Linked DNA regions of Mus musculus: region 1 is linked to region 2. The links are chromatin contacts, called in public HiChIP or PLAC-seq maps. All regions are on one chromosome and are shown on one strand. The core of a region is the stretch at or near the end of the contact, and the rest is flanking DNA. Distances in the headings are between cores, read along the strand shown. Region 1 has its middle 37 kb from the start of Gm31753. Region 2 holds the start of Hsd11b1 (hydroxysteroid 11-beta dehydrogenase 1).

Region 1 (5,015 bases), core at 2,308-4,807, 200 kb before region 2:
CCTATAAAAAAAAAAAAAAAAAAACCAACAGCACATAATTGGGGCTGGCTTACACTTTCAGAGGTTTGGTTCATTATCATCACAGTGGGAAGCATGTGGGCGGGAAGTGTGACAGTGTGTAGGCAGACTTGGTGCTGGAGGAGCAAAGAGTTCTACATCTTGAACCTAAGGCCACTAGAAGAAGACTGACTCTTCTGCACCAGACAGGGCTTGAACACAAGGAGCCCTCAAAGCCCACCTACACAGTGACACATGTCTACCAACAAGGCCACACCTCCTAATAGAAGCACTTCCAGTAGGCCAAATATATTCAAACCACCACAATACTTTTATAAAAATATTTTTTTTCAGGGCTAGAGAAATGATTCAGTGGCTAAGAGCACTTATTGGATCCAAGTTTCAGCCCCAGCATTCAAATTTGGCAGCTCACAACTACTTATACTACAGTTCTGGAGAATCCAACACCTGAAGGTCTGCCCCCCCACATGGTGCACACAAATTTATGGAGGCATACATACATACACATGAATAAAAGTAAATAAATAACTTAAAATTGTTTTTCAAAAGCTATTGAGAAGCCAAACATGGCAGCACACACCTAAAATTCTAGCACTCAGGACACTGAGACAGGAAGGTCCTTTAATCCAGGGCAGCATGGGCTACAGAGCAGGATCCCACCTCAAACAAGCAAAAGGAGAAGAATTCCAAGAGCCCTTTAGAACTGTGAACATTCTTTGCCTCTGTACCAAACGGCAACAAGCACGTACTTGTTCATAAAGGTTATTGTGGAATCTAAGATTCACCAATGGACCAATAATTTTCCTCAAAGATTCCTTGAAGAACTAGGAACTGTCAGGCTCCACAGTAGAAGATAAAAGTTTTGCAAAATTCTGGGACTGGAGAGGTTGTTCAGTGGTTAGAACAATGCTGCTCTTGCAGAGGACCTTGGCTCTCTTCTCAGCACCCACATGGTGGCTCACAGCCATCTGTAACTCCAGTTAAAAGGGTATCAATGCCCTTTTCTGACCTCTGTGTTCACTGCACTTATATGGCTCACATGCACACATGCAAATGCATACACATAACATAAATAATAATAAATCTAAAAAAACTTCCCAGAATGCAATTTTCAATTGAAAATACAGTTTCACGAAGCAAGAGTGTTGCTAGTTGTTGACTTCAAACTGACTAGACTATGCAGTATAACTATTAAACATACTAGCTGAATACCCACCCCTAATGGGTGACAGTTTACTAGCAATCCTTTCTGGGAAAGGCATGTAGCCTGACCCACCACAGAAGCCATCATACACCCATACAGGCAGCTGTTCATGGTGCTTTGATGAGCAGCAGAGGAATCCGTGAAATCATTCTTATATTGTTAGACAAAATAGTTTTTAATCATAAAGGAAGTCTTAAGGGAAACTAACTTTGTTTTCTTGTTGTTGTTGTTTGAGTTTTTATTGTTGCTTGTTTGTTTATTTTGGGGCTAGGATCCCATGGAGCCTAGCTTGTGATGGAGGATGGCCTTGAATTTTTGTTTCCCTGCCTCTATCTCCCAAGTAATGGTGTCACAGGCATGTGCCACCACATGGCTATGTTTTATGCAATGGTAGGAGTTGAACCCAGGGCTTAGTGCATGTAGGGTAAGCGACTCCCCAGCTCAGTCAATCTTAAAACAACAACGAAAATAAAACAGCAACGGTCAGGTGGTTAAGAACATGAGTCCTTCATTTGTGTATTGTTTGGTTTATACTAAACTACCAACAATTTTTTTTGCTTTTTCACAATATATGCACCAACCATCTACCATGAGAATGCCACTATAAATAAAAACATGTCTTCGTTTTAGAACGTGCTTTGATCTCACATATATCCTGAAAGAGTACTAGAGATACCCAGAGACTCGACGCCACTGTCCTAGGACAACCACCAAATAAAACTAGTCTGTTTCCATTCTGTGCAGCAAGAAGTCGAACAGGTCCACAGCATCCTCAGGAGAAATGGGGAAGTTCTATTACTCTGCTGCTCAAATGAGGAATTCCCTTTTGAAAGGGTTGCTCCTAAGTGCATGAATACTTTATAATGAAATGAAAATAAGAATTAATATCACAGGCCAAACAGATTATCAGGCTGCCAGCTCTAGTGTGGAAGCTTTCAGCTGCATTTGTAAGCTCCTTGAATGCTCTCTTCTGCCCTCTCTCCATGATCAAGATGAGGAAGTCAGTGAAGCCACCATGCTCAAGAGTGAAAACATGGCCAGGACTCAGTCAGCAGGCAGCCTGGAGGCCTGGAGCAGAAGCCGGGTTTGGCCTAGATGCACAGGGTTTTGTGATTGGATCATTGGCCTTGCCAAGTTGGACTCAGACTTACACTTGGTTTTTGTTTGTTTGTTTGTTTGTTTGTTTACCTGTGGGACCTCTGCTAATGCACTTTGACCTTTCTCATTTCTTTATCTATGGACATCAATTATATCCACTCTCAGAAAGCACAAAATGAAACAGTGAAGGTCAAACTACCAACTCTGACTTTGTAATTACCTATTAATATTATTGCCACTGAAAGCCTACACGAGAGGTCCTACACTCTAAAAACAGTGTATGAGCAAAGATTATGTACAGACCGGGTCCTCAAGGAGCTGTGAAGAGTCAGCCAGGGAAGAAGGGCCGGTAATAACAGAAGCACTGGACCATAGACCTTAGAAGAGAAAGACCCTGTGTCCATCATAAAACTCGGAGAACCTCATCCTCTTTCCACTCAGGGATCATGCACAGGAAAACCAGATAAATGTCAAGCTGCTAGAAGCTGCAGACCCTGCAGCCACCTTCCTGTGAGTCTGAAATGGTCTCCTCCACCACCAAGACACTCCATGAAAGCCCTGTGCCCTGTACACTTCACTTTAACTGAGATAAAGAACAGCTGGCATGAGAAAACACACCACAGGGTTATTCTACAAAGCAGACTTCCTGAGTCTCCTGTGGGCAGAATGTAGGCTTTCACCAACTGGGCTCCCATGGAGGACAGGGCTAAGCTGTGAGGTAGGAGACTCCATGGGCTCTGGCAGCTTGAAGCCAACATCCAAGACTTGATGCTAGCTGACTTCATCTTGTTTCTATACTACCACAAGGAAGATGATGAATTCCTAAGAGAGAGAGAGATTCTGCCAATGATAGGGCTGCTTCCTGTGAGCATCCCTGCACTCTGGGGAATGTAACTGTGACATCCCTCATACCCTCCCAGAAGGAGCAAAGAAAACAGCTCCCTACACTATGCTGAGGAAGAAAGCTGGGCTCCTTGAAAATGCTACACCAACAATGTGACTTTTGCTTGCAGAATAAGATGAAACAGCCACTTAGGAATAAGAGACACAATTTTGAAGTTAGCTGTGCCTTGATCCCCACATCTGCTGAGCAGGAGTAATTAAAGTGAAAGGAAAAACCAATGACAAGTTAATAGCAGTGCTAAAATCTCAAAGGGAAGGATGCCAGGCTATCCAGCAAGGCAGACCAGCAAGGCAGTCAGGAAATGCCTAAGGAGCAGAACCCACCTGACACTTCTCAGCTCTGGCCTGCAGGGGGCGCTTGCTTGCTCAGGCCTTTACCTTCTTCCCAGGGAAACTACCAGGTAGGATCACCCTTGTCAACCTTACTATACCACCTGTAGGGATGCTGTCCCTCCTAGAAGTCCTGGAAGCCAAACACTTGAGAACCTTACCTCTGTCAAGGAGGTCATAGCTATCTTCCTTTGGGCAGAGCTGGCAGCCAGGCAGAGCATGCTGCACTGACTCTCTCTAGACTCAACACTCCAAAATCAAGGGTTTCATCTAATAGTTTTAGAGCTACAGGGTACCATTGAGCTGAGCAACTGTGGTGAGGTGAAGGGCTCAGAGAAGGCAGCCTGAACCAGGAAGTGGAAACCATGGGATTCACCAATGCTGCTTTTTTTTTTTTTTTTCAAAGAAAATCTCTAAGTGTCTTTGAGTCTTTATGTCTATGTGTCTAAGAATCTTTGGTCACATTTCCAAATTCTCCAGCCTCGAGTTGCTCTGTTCTTGCAGCCACACAGAGCCCTTCTCAGCTCCCTGTGTGTTTTATCTACGTACTAGTTAGTGTTCCCTAAGCAAACAGGACCAGAGGGATGCATAGACTATGAAGTTAGCTTATGCCAAGAGAGTAACATCTGAAACACACCTGATGAGCTGAGAACCCCGTGGTTGCTTGGTCCTTGAGGCTCAGAGCCTCAGCAGTCAGGGAAGTCCTACAGTTGTTTTACTGAGGAAGCCAACAACCCTGTCGCTGTTCAGTCTGTGAAGTTGGGGGTCTCAGTAGTCCCCCAATATGGAGCCAAAAACCTGGAGAGCTGCTGGTCCTTAGTCCATAACTGAAGCCTGGAAACAGTAGTTCTGATGTCATGCAAAGAAAAAGCAGCAGCAGCAGTTAGATCAACCTGGTGGCAGGAGGGAAAGCCAAATGTCCAAAAGGTCATATTATAAAGATGTCCACAATCCGAGGACTTGAGGGTGACTGTAACTTTCAGCTAAATGTGTCTCACTCACTTTTTTATCTGGGCTGCTACCACAAAGCGCTTCCCACAATGAGAGGTTGGGTCTTCCTGCATCAGTTAAGGCCATCAGGACAGAGATTCAGGAGATGCTCTCTACTCAGCTGATACTACTTTGTGCCAAGTTGACATTAAAACTCACCAACAGCGTTGGCCCCTCCCACTCCTCTGTCATTTTTAAAGTCTGTGGCACTGGCCATCAAACTCAGGACCTCACACATGTGCTTGGCAGGCACCGTACAGCTGACCCATATCTGCAGCCTCTCTGTTCCTTTTATGCAAAACAGCAGCAAGAGATCTGTCAAGGATCAACTCTATGCACGTGTTCCTCTGGGCTCCTTAATTACTTATGTTATAACGCATGCACATTGCACTGAAAAGTTCTTTAAAAAACAGCCTACTTCTACTAACAACCTCTTTATTAACAGGTTGCTGTGTTCTGGGGACTGGGGTAG
Region 2 (5,004 bases), core at 635-3,134:
TCCCTATAATTTCACTCACTACAAAGCACATTTAAAAAAAAATTATTATCTTATTTTCTGCGTGCAAGTAAATGATTTCGCTGTTATATAAGGCTAAGAATGCAGTCTTATTTTCTCCCCTCCCCCCCCCCCCCCGTGAAGGAACGTGGAGTCCTGTCTGTCATGTGTCTTGGTAGCATAAAAGCTTTTCTGAGAATACTCAGATGCTGCCAGTCTTGACAACATGGCTGCACCTCCCACTTACATTGCAGCCTTTCTATTTTTGTCATCTGCGCCCTCGGCTCCAGCTCTCTGCTGTTCTCAAACCATTATTGTCTTCTGGAAGCAACCCTCACAGCTGTGGCCTTTGTTGACAAATTGTTTCGTCTCCTCTGGGCCTTAAATTATTTTCTCTGAAGTAAAAAGTCACCGGATCTTTCCAGAGACTGTTTTAGGGTCATAATTTGGTTTCTCCAAACTCTGAATGATTCAGATCTTTCCCATCGTTGATCCCCAATCTCTCCTCATAGGCCAGACACTCATTCTTGACATTCCAGCTTCTCTACATGCTCTGCAGTTACTCACAGTTCAGGATTGGCTTTGTTCTGGGTGATTTTCATGACACGGGTGGCAAGTTTTAAGCTGAAAAACTTAACTGTGGTGTGTCTTTAACTCTTTGAGGATTATTCTTTAATAAAATCTTGCTACACATAAAAGAAGGTGATTATTTCTGCCTTGTCATAACGACACATTTTTAATTGCTAGAGTGTCTCTTGTCTTGATGCTCCTGTTGGATCGTTTTTTACCTGGGACTTGGATGCTCTATGCTAGTTTTACTTCAAGTACATCCCTTGGAACTTTATGGCAACAGGTATGGAATCCCAACTCTTTGGGAGGCTGAGGCAGGAGGATCGCAAGTCTGAGGCTACAGAGCAAGTTCCAGGCAAGCCTGATCAACTTAACTGAGACCCAGACTCAAAGTAGAGGTCAAAAGGTTAGCACTGCAGCTTATGAGCGAGCAGTGTGGCTATAGCCAAAGATGGTCTAGATCTTCTAGTCTGGCCTCCTTTTCTCAGCATCCTCTTCTGTTCCTCGCTGCTCCACAGCATTTGCATAACCCAGTTTAACAACCTGCTGCCTTTCTTCCCGTTTTGGGGCCCATTGTTCCTTCTTCATTCTCTGTTAAAGTAATAAGGGTGAGCTCCCTTGCACTTGCCTGAGAGTCTTGAACTGAGCTTGGGTTTCCCGCCATCTGGGTCTGGCTGGGTTGCAACTTCTCTTTGATGTTGTAATGCTTTTTCATTGAACTGGAGTGTGGGGCTTATATGGCTTGTTTGCTTTATTCTTTTTTCTCCTAAGACATGCACATTTTTTTTCCCTTGAGCTTATTTTGCTGTTTTGTGTTCTTATTTTTAATTGCTTCTGACTGGGGAGTGGGGCCAAGGGTGAGATTTGGCTTGAGTTTAGCTCTATTTGATATCATTCATATTTCCCCAAAGCCCCACATGCTCAGGGGTTCTTAGGTGCTGTTTCTCTCTGTGTGTATCTCTGTCTCTGTCTCTCTTTCTCTCCCTCCCTCCCTCTCTTTCTCCCTTCCTCCTTCCCTCCCTTGCTCTGCCCTCTCCCCCTCCCTCCCTGACAAGCCATTCTTGCAAGGCCATTCTGCCGTGTGCAAAGGATGTCGCAGTAGGAGATGCTCAGGAACCCAGCCCTGCACAGTCATGAGCCTGGCCATCTGGAAGTTGCCTCTTACTCAATGAAATGGAGTAAACATTGTCCATTATGAAATCCACCACGCAGGCTGCCAGGGACGAATGGGATCCCACCCAAAGCCAATCGTTGCTCTGACAGGGAAGTTGGCTAGTGCTGCCTGAGACTACTCCAGCCTCCCCCGTCCCTGATGTCACAATTCAGAGGCTGCTGCCTGCCTGGGAGGTTGTAGAAAGCTCTGCAGGTTTTCTTCGTGTGTCCTACAGGGCGCCCTGAGCCAGGTCCCTGTTTGATGGCAGTTATGAAAAATTACCTCCTCCCGATCCTGGTGCTCTTCCTGGCCTACTACTACTATTCTACAAATGAAGAGTTCAGACCAGGTGAGTACCACTGTGTCTCATTTGGAGAAACAGGCTTAAAACACAGAGGTGCTGGAATGTTCCTAAAGTTCTAGCTGTGTTCTTGATCCCTACATCACTGATTCAAACCCTAATGTTGAATCTGTAACCCTGTATCCTCCAGCCACAGACTGTGGGCAGGAGAGGACTGGGAGGGGGTGAGCCTTACAGCCAAGGAGGTCATGCTTTGCTGGACCTACAGCATGGAAAGTGATGTCAGATCTACAGAAGGGAAGGTAGTACCCAGACACAGGGCTCATCCAGATAGCTGTGTTCCATGGAGATACTGATAGCCGAGAATCAAAAAAAAAAAAAAAAAGGGTTATGAAGTTGATGACTAAGTAGATGGGCTGAAATCTCTGTGAACACATTTTGTGATGCTCTTTTAAATTCCCTTTCAAGTTAGCAAAATTAGATTATGACAAAAGGGTTGAACTTGGGTACTTTCACCAAACTCTGACCTCTCTGGCCTTGTCTCTATGATCTCTGCGTGTGGAGATTTTTAGAAATGATAGCAGGATGGCTCGGCTCTGGACATCCAGGCCAAACCCATGTTTGAGAGCCTGTTTATGAATAACCGCAAGTGCAGCTTCAGTGGTTACAGCATGAGATAAAATGATCTGGGCTCACAACCTCTAAGTATGGAAAGCAAGACAAGGCTTTGGGGACACTCACGGCTTCTGTGGTTCCCCAGAAATGCTCCAGGGAAAGAAAGTGATTGTCACTGGGGCCAGCAAAGGGATTGGAAGAGAAATGGCATATCATCTGTCAAAAATGGGAGCCCATGTGGTATTGACTGCCAGGTCGGAGGAAGGTCTCCAGAAGGTGAGTGTTCTGTGTCCCCCTTATAGTCTCACACTTAATGTACAAAGTCTTGCCCCCCCACCCAATACACACACACACACACACACACACACACACACACACTTGCATGTGTTTGGTGTTGGTAGCCACAGAGTTCTTTGACTGTGTATGTTCATAGTTGTACCTGTTCATACACATTGCCCTTGTGCAGATACATGTATTCAGAGACTGGGGTTCCTGTATCTGCTCATGCATTTATTTATGTTGGCATGCCCCATAGTCTCACAAGTTTGAGAGCCCTAGGTCATACAACACTCAAACTCCGATCTACCCACATAGAAACAAGCACCCACACCCACAATGCATTTGGAAACATTTGTTTATAAACCCTGCAGAGATAAACAATAGACTTAAACTCTCACACAATGATGATTTATCCAATTAATATATTTCAGAGGACAATGATCATCTAAAGATATATATATATACCAATCTGGCCTTGAGGGCCAAAGATCTGCCCACCTTTGCCTTCTGAGTGCTGGGATCAAAGGTATGTGCCACCACCACCTGGCATCATCTGAGAATACTAGACACTCCCCCCCCACACACACACAGAGCTCTGGAACAAACTTTCATTTAAACCCCAGTTACCCCAAACACTGCACATGAAAGCCTACGACCAAGATGACCACCATCTCCGCTATGTCTCTGTAGGTAGTGTCTCGCTGCCTTGAACTCGGAGCAGCCTCTGCTCACTACATTGCTGGCACTATGGAAGACATGACATTTGCGGAGCAATTTATTGTCAAGGCGGGAAAGCTCATGGGTAAGGCTTCCCCTCTCCTTTGCTTCTCTGGGTTAAGATCTTTCAGGAGGGAAAGGGGACAGGACTGGCTCCCGGTGGTCTTCCAAGTCAGCGCATCTATCTCTTTGCAGGCGGACTGGACATGCTTATTCTAAACCACATCACTCAGACCTCGCTGTCTCTCTTCCATGACGACATCCACTCTGTGCGAAGAGTCATGGAGGTCAACTTCCTCAGCTACGTGGTCATGAGCACAGCCGCCTTGCCCATGCTGAAGCAGAGCAATGGCAGCATTGCCGTCATCTCCTCCTTGGCTGGTGAGTGGAGCAGGGGTCAGGATAGAAGTGGAGAAAAGAATAAGGCTAGGGCTATGCTGGACTCTGTGCTGGGCACAAGTTCGAGTTAGGTTTCCATACAGGAAAGACACACTGCACGCACATTAAAATGCTCATGGTGATATTACACAGAAGCCAGTAATACACAGACAGGTTCACTCATCAGGGACTTGGGATGTACACTCGGTGAGGAAGGGACATGAATGTTAAGAGAAAGAGAAACTGAGAGGAACTAATGGCCCCCAAAAAGTCAGGCTTGGTCAAAGCAGGACTATAAAATCTCCTAAGAGAACAAACAAAAATCAACAGCCCGGGATGCCCGTGGGAAACCTGGTGTGTGAGCCATGCCTGGGAGAGGATAGGGATAGGAAAAGCTGCTGAGGCGTAGCCAGTTCCGGTCTTTTCACAAGAGTGACCTGGTCATAATGAACAGAAAAGACGCTGTTTCCATCATAACTAAGAGCCACAGGGCAGTGCATCATTGGATCCAAAAGCAGAAATAAAAATCGAATAACTTACGGACACACAGCAGGGTGGTTGGCTGGGAAAAGGGATCTAAAACATAACAATGGAGAGGAAACTCGCTCTAGGGTTCTCAGCCTTCCTGGTACTGGTGCCCTTTAATACCACTCCTCATGTTGTGGTGACCCCCAACCATAACTTTATTTCATTGCTACTTCACAACTATAAATTTGCTACTGTTAGGAATCATAATGTAAATATCTGATATGCAGGATACCTGATAGCCTACCCCTGTGAAAGTATCATACGACCCCCAAAGGGGTCGAGCCCCACAGGTTGAGAACTGCTGCTCTAGGGTAGGGTGTAGTGCTAGAGTCATTGCCTAGTCAACATTGCCTAACCAACACCCAACGGAGTTAATAGTCCCCAATACTGCGGGAGCAGGGGCAGTGATAACAGTGTATACTAAGGGTATTTTTCTAAATATCAATTTGTAGCATTCAAAGTGAAA

What was found. HiChIP or PLAC-seq counts read pairs in DNA pulled down with a chosen protein or histone mark.
Region 1: a contact with region 2 is called in a BATF HiChIP or PLAC-seq map of CD8 T cells, with 6 read pairs. The contact joins the enhancer-like site here to the promoter of Hsd11b1 in region 2. A contact is called at or near these places in 18 of 484 Hi-C or Micro-C datasets (the G1E-ER4 cell line, the P5424 cell line, Th1 cells and 10 more), 1 of 115 datasets of contacts at active chromatin or transcription factors (CD8 T cells) and 2 of 9 other capture datasets (adipose tissue and pancreatic islet).

The regions. Positions count from the first base shown.
Region 1 is chr1:193,439,268-193,444,282 of GRCm38.p6, reverse strand. No RefSeq gene overlaps it. Among named protein-coding and RNA genes, the nearest start is that of Gm31753, 37 kb to the left of the region's middle. Within about 2 kb of position 3,557, at least 6 of the 459 cell types and tissues checked have an H3K27ac peak or open chromatin away from gene starts, as enhancers often do. A contact at or near this core is called in CD8 T cells, the P5424 cell line and uterus, where this site is marked.
Region 2 is chr1:193,239,240-193,244,243 of GRCm38.p6, reverse strand. It overlaps Hsd11b1 (hydroxysteroid 11-beta dehydrogenase 1), which reads left to right and starts at 1,884. Exons shown (of 6, transcript NM_001044751.1): 1 at 1,884-2,069; 2 at 2,782-2,912; 3 at 3,606-3,717; 4 at 3,828-4,013. The coding sequence starts at 1,982.